2 separate regions of the Cricetulus griseus genome follow, and region 1 is linked to region 2. Evidence: chromatin contacts called from public Micro-C data. All regions are on one chromosome and are shown on one strand. The core of a region is the stretch at or near the end of the contact, and the rest is flanking DNA. Distances in the headings are between cores, read along the strand shown.

What was found. Hi-C and Micro-C count contacts between places; a contact is called where the count stands out from the background.
Region 1: a contact with region 2 is called in a Micro-C map of the CHO-K1 cell line, with 4 times the contacts expected there. The contact joins the promoter of Usp38 here to the promoter of Smarca5 in region 2. A contact is called at or near these places in 2 of 8 Hi-C or Micro-C datasets (both in the CHO-K1 cell line).

What each region holds. Positions count from the first base shown.
Region 1 is chr3:156,778,508-156,781,697 of CriGri-PICRH-1.0, forward strand. It overlaps Usp38 (ubiquitin carboxyl-terminal hydrolase 38), which reads right to left and starts at 1,380. Exons shown (of 10, transcript XM_027404873.2): 1 at 668-1,380. The coding sequence starts at 1,349.
Region 2 is chr3:156,512,556-156,515,923 of CriGri-PICRH-1.0, forward strand. It overlaps Smarca5 (SWI/SNF-related matrix-associated actin-dependent regulator of chromatin subfamily A member 5), which reads right to left and starts at 1,919. Exons shown (of 24, transcript XM_027404878.2): 1 at 1,309-1,919. The coding sequence starts at 1,509.

The sequences.
Region 1 (3,190 bases), core at 130-2,629, 270 kb after region 2:
GCTGGTCTTGAACTCACGGAGATACGCCTCCCAAGTGCTGGGATTAAAGGCGTGTGCCACCACCGCCTTTGATAAGGGCAGGCAAGACCAGCATCTACCTAAACTGCCACACTTCATACTTGTTTTAATGTTGCCTGGGTCTCTTGTCACAAATACTGTTGTAAAGCGACAATGACAATACTTTAAACTGGGACAATCTTATAATAGGTTGTGCGCGACCCTTGAATTCTTTTTAAAAAATGAGAACATTGAAAAACAGCTTCGACAAGATGATAGGTTACATACAATAATGACACTGTGGTAAGCATCATATGAGACCATTAGTCAGTAATGAGGGAAGCTTTTCGTAATGGCTGTCAGCCTGTAAGCATTCCAAAACTGGAGCAGAGGCTGGGTCATTAAGTGACTTGCCCAGTGACAAAGGTCTTGGGACTTAGGCATCTTTTGGCTACAACGTTCGATTCTGAACAAGGCAGTGAAGTGCAGTACAATTTTGTGGCTAAGGGTATTTAGATCTGCTCTCCATCAAGAATGCCTCTTACCGGAGGATTTACTCCAATAAAACATGCTTGCTGACCTTCCGGTCCTCACAAGAGAATGTTTCCGGGCAGAAAGCGTACTGTGTTTGAGACACATGTTGAACTTCCCCTGAAATAATGACCCTTACCTGTGGAAGAGATGCTTGCAAAAACTTCTTGCAGAGAAGGTAGCAGCGTGGAGGGCTCAGCCTTCCAGATGTTCTGTAGTAAGTTACTCACTTTCGTTACCTGGGAGACATACTCCCGCAGCTCCTTCTCCTGGGTGGACACACACTGGAAATGACCTATCGTTCGAACCAGCTGTTGACAGAAGGTAATGGACAGTTTCCCTTTGGGGACGCACTGTACGAAGTCCGTCAGCAGGTCGCTGAGTCGGGCACAGAGCTGCGGCTCCGGCCTCTCACAAACCATCCGCAGCACCTCCACCTGCAGCAGGCTGAAGAGGTCCAGCACCGACGGGCAGCTCATGATCAGCTTCAGGCCATTGTGAATGTAGTCCAGGATGGCTACGTCCTTCCTGTCCAGGGAGTGGTAGCCCTGTTGCAGGAGGCCCAACACGAAGGTCTTGTTGAAGAAGGACTCGAACTCGGGCCGGTGGTACCGCGCGTAGGCCTCCAGCACCTGGTGGCCCACCTGGCGCTGGAAAGGGTCCGGGCCCTCCAGGATGAGCCGGGTCGTCAGGTCAAACATGGCCTCGCACTGCGCCTCGTCGAGCCCGTGCTCCGCCGACTCCACCACCTTGCGCACAATCATCCGCTTGAGGGGCAGCGGATGCGAGGAACTCACCAGGCCCTCCAGGATCTTGTCCATCGTCGCCACGCTGCAAGGCCGGGCCCGGGGGACGAGGAGCGGGCGGCGGGGCGACGGCGGCGGCGACGGCGGCGGCGGCCCCGGGGGGCAGCCACATTTATCGAGTGCGAGCGCCCATCCGAGCCGGGGCGGAGCGGGGCTTCCGGGGCGCCTAGGGGCTGCCAGTGCCCGCCGTTCGCCGGAGGCCGGCACAGACGCCCCTCAGCATCCGGGCGCGGCGGCCCCGCAGGCCCCCGGGCTGAGTCCGAAGGTGAGGAGCGCCTCCGCGTCCCGGGGCGGCGAGGGCGTCCAGGCTCCCGCGGGTGCGCAGAGGAAAGCCGGCCCGGGCTGAGTCAGGCGGCGCTGTCACCCAGAGTGCCGCCAACAGCCAGGGAGAGAGAGGAGCCGGAGGCAGCGAACACCCTCGACCCGGATGCAGAAATACCGGCAAGGAGGAAGTGAAGCTCCGACGGACCCGGGCTAGGTCCGCCCTCGCTCCACCCACTTTTTCCGGTTTTTTTTTCTCCTCTCCTACATTCTACACACTTCCTTCTAGCCCCGCCCCTTCCCGGCCTCTCGCCCCATCTAGCTCCTCCCCTCCCCGACAGACCGCGCCCCCTTCCCTGACGCGCAGGCGCCGTGGCCCTGACGGAGTCACTCTGTCACTTCCGCGTCACTGGAGAAGGAGTGGCGCGTCACAGGCGGACATCCGGGAGGGCTGCTGAGGGAATCTGGAGGGGACCTTGCTGCTTTTAGGTTCTCGTCGCCTTTCTTTGATTAGAGACTCAGGGACCGCTGAGCACGACCGGATGGCGTCTGTGTGAGGCCGCCGGCGACTGCGGGGAGAGAAGCACTTCTCACGGGGCCGCCCGAATGCATTTCACAGGGAGCTTCTCCATGCAGACTGCACAGAAAACCGCGTCCTTGTTTGCCGTTGGCAGGGGAAGGAAAGGATGCAGGTGGTTTCGTAGAAGCCAGAACTGGCAGTTAGCTGGGGCATTTCCCCGAGCTCTAGAGCAGGATTGGGTGCAGGACTCTCACGGAGGGGGTAGAAAGGGGCGGGGGTGGCAGCTGAAGCTTACACAGAAGATGGCTCCAGCTGAGACAAGATGGAGGAACCGTTTACCCTGTCAGTCTGGGTGACGACGCTTAGGAAAATTCGAGGGAGTGCTGTTTATTTGGAAATGTTGTGTCAGAGGAAGTTTTGGGAACTCTAGAAGCGAGGAAGTGAGGAAAAGTATAAGAATACACAAACTTTTTGGGAAATCTTTTAAAAGACCTTTTTGGGTCTAGACACGCTCCAGTGCCTAAATGACTGGATTTTTTCCCGGAAACGACTGCTAAAGACATCTCTGGAAGTTTATACATGGAACGATGTTTTGAAACAGGGTTGTGGTAATAATGCAGTTAGTGAGCTTTTGAATTTTGTGCACAGTGTAAGCAGGCTGGAGTGTAAAGCAGAGAATAGAAGTATGTGTGTGTGCCTGTATAAAAGACTACTTCGGAAAGAAAACTTTTGACGACGTCATAAAGTTTACATTAAAGATCTTTCGCATCAAGGGAGGATATATGCGGTCATCATACATGTGCCCTTTCAAGTTAAATCCCAAAGATTCAAAACGGTTTTCAACTCTAGGCCTCGGCATGTGACCAAGTGGTCAAAGTACCTGACAAGGCCCTGGATTTGACCCTGTTGTATGAAACAAACAAAAACTTTAATCATATGCTTTTACTTTGAAAAATGTTGCCTAATTGTAGCTTCCTTCAACCTCATTTAATATAGCTGTGAAATCAGACGTTGTTGGTTACTTTTATATACCTTTATGTGTCCAATAGACAAAATGGTAACATGTTTCCATTTG
Region 2 (3,368 bases), core at 669-3,168:
TCCAACAATCCAGTTAAACAACTCTACAAGTTCAAAAGACCACTTAAAATCTTATTTAAGGGGCATAAATACATTTTTTGTTTTTGTAGATAGGGTTTCTCTTTGTAGCCCTGGCTGTACTGGAATTCACTCTGTAAACCGGGCTGGCCTCGAACTCAGAAATCCGCTCGCCTCTGCCTTCGGAGTGCTGGGATCAAAGGTGTGCCCACCACTGCCTGGCATCAAATACATTTTAAAATGAAACTTCACTTCAAATTGATGCACTACACTAACACCCCCCACACACACTAAAAGTGATTTCAAAGACTAGCAACACATTATTTCATCCAAGTGATGCAACTGCACCATCATTTCCTTATAGTGTAAATTCTGCAGCAAGGTTCATCTTTAGAGTATTATTCCAATATAAGTGCAGAAATTCTCAGACTGAACTATAGAACAGCACAAAACAAGTCCAAGGCCAAGAATAAAAACTAGAAGCAGTATCTTTGTTCCCAGGCAACTCAAAGCCTGGGAGCATATCCAAGAGACCTGTCTGGCAACTCCCCCATTTTTCCACCCTCTCCCCCATTTCCAGCATTGTCATCATCATCTGGCCCACTCGAGTCCCAGATGGTGGTTCAACGGCGAATTGTCTGAATGGCTTTAACAGGAGGTAATTCGCTGGGCTAGTAGCCCACCGCCCTCCCCCGATGCTCCCATTCATTCATTCATCCGTCCGTCCACCAACCCCTAATTAGATGGGGATCCGGGACAGGTGCTGCGGCTGTCACGCTGGCTCGCTCGCTCGCTCTCCTCCCGGTAGAGCGGGGCTCGGGAGGGGCCTCCCCTTGCTGCAGAGGCAGCTGCGCCCCGCTCATCCCCACTGCGCATTCGGCCCTCCAGCTCTCGCCATTGTTTCTGCCCACGACAGACAGATGCCGCCCCCGCCAGCACCGGGATGGGGCACTGGAGGCCCAAAGTCCCCGGCTGCGTGCGACGCTGACAAACGTCGCGCTCGCCCCGTGAATTCCACGGCGAAGGGGCCAGCTCCCTCGCCCTTCCCCAAAGTTTAGTGCAAACTAAAACCCAGATCCGGGGGAAACAGAGCCCTTCTGAGGGCGTCTAACGCTGGGGGAAACCGGGTCCCTCGACCACGGTAATCAGGAACATGTGTTTCCTAAGAGCGGTCGGCGAGCCGCCTAGGCTACTACGCGGAGGGAAACGCAGAGGTGAGGGAGGCAGACTCAGCGCCAGCGAGCGGGCAAGCGAGCATCCATCTCCCTCCCTCCTTCCCTCCCTGCGCGCACGCCCGCCCGCCGTGCTCACCTCCATGTCGGCGTCCGCGGGGCCCGCGCCCCCCGCACACGATGGAGCCGCAGGCGCCGCCACGGCCTCGGGGCCGCCTTTGTTGCCGCCGCCGCCGCTGCTGCTGCTGCTGCTCCCGCCGGCGCCCGCGGCCGCGGCCTTGGGAGGCGCGCTCTCGGGAGGCGGGGGCGGCGGAGGCTCGGCCGCCGACGACGACGACATGTTCCGGCTGCGTCACCCGCCGCGGCCACGGGCAGGCGCGGCGCGGAGGGAAGCGAAGCGGCCTGGGCCGGCCGGCCTGCCTGCTCGACTCTGGCGCCCGGGCCGACCGAGGAGCGAGCCCCGGCCGGAAGTTCTCACGCGCGGCGGCTCCGCCACCGACCCGAGCCGGCCCTGCCGCGGAGCTCGCCCCGACCTCCTCTTCCGCGGGACCCGGCTCCGCTCCACTCCGCCGGCGTTGACTTCACGGCGGGAATCACGTCGACGAGGGTGGGCGGGGCCAGCGGGGTCACGGAGGTCAGGGAGGGCGGGCTGACTCCGGGGAGACCGAGGGCTGAGGGCAGGGGAAAGGAAAGCGAAAGGTTCTGCGCGGCGTCCGGGCGCCTTCTCCTCGCCCCGCGTAGGTTCTCTTCTCCAACCACCGGGACAGCCGCCTACGCCACCCGCTCTCAACCCTCGCGAGATCGCTAGTCCTCTCCCTCCCCCCACCCTTCAGCGGCCGGATCGCGAGAGCGCATGCGCTTGCTCCTCCTGGGCCCCGCCTCCTCCAGCCCGCCCCCGAACTGCGGGGGGGGGGAGTGGGCGGGGCCTCGAGGAAGCGCGTCGGCGTAGGTTTGCGAAGGTGTGCGTGACGCGAGCTGGGCGCTTCTTAACGGCTCTTCGGCTCTCGCCGCGCCACAGAAGCCGGCCTGGGAGCGGCGCGACAGCCCGGGGACTGGCCTTCACCGTCGCGCCGCCGTCGCTCACGGCCAGACGTCACAGGTTCCCTCCAGTGACGTCGGACGTCCAAGAAAAAAATGCCCGCCCCATCAGCCATCCCACCCTTCCAGAGTTTATGGACTGCGAGCCTGTGAGATCCGGAATGGCAATAGCTGGGGACAAACGATGGCGTGTATTTTTTCCACGAGCATCAAAGAAAAATGTGCGTTTTTGTCTGCTTAAGAAATGTTTGTCAGGGGGCTGGAGAGATGGCTCAGTGGTTAAGAGCATTGGCTGCTCTTCCAGAGAACCTGAGTTCAATTAATTCCCAGCACCCACATGGCAGCTCACAACTGTCTACAACTCCAGTTTCAGGAGATGAACACCAATGCACAAAAAATGAATTTAAATAAATTATTTTTTTAAAAAAGTGTTTGTCAAGTATGTAACGCACGCCTTTAATCCCAGCACTTGGGAGGCAGAGGCAGGTGGATCTCTGAGAGTTTGAGCCCAGCCTGGTGTACAGAACGAGTCCCAGGACAGTCAGGGCTACACAGTGAGGCCTTGTCTCAAAAACTAAAAAAGAAAAAATTCTTAGCCAGGCGGTGGTGACAGAGAAGCCCTGCCTCTAAAAATTATTGGTGTTGCTTCTGCTTAGGCTGTGGTGGAGGCTCTGAGGCCTTGTGTCCTCTCCTGTGTCACCCACCTACTTCCCATTCATGACTTAGTGGCCACCAATATTGAATAAATGAAGTCCTTTCAAGAGTTAACTAAAACATGTTGAATTTCAAATCTCTTGGAATAAATAACATATGTAACACGAATGTTTGAACTAGTCGAATAATTCTCTAATAAAAACTCTCTGGAAGTAAGTGCTTCTGAAAGCTGCAGTTGTAGGTCAGTTGGTGGGATGCTTGCAGAACATACTGCTTGCAAACATCCTGGGCTTGAGCCCCAGCCCATTTTGATCCAGTGTGGTGATGCATGCCCAGAATCCCAACACTTGGGGAAGTGGAGACAGGGGGTCCACAGTTGGCTGCTAGACCAGTCTGGACTAAATGAGATCTTATCTCCAAAAATTTGTAAACAGAAACAAAATATTTCTAGTATATAACAATGCTTACATATCTATATGATTAAATTCAATAATTCTCATAATCCAT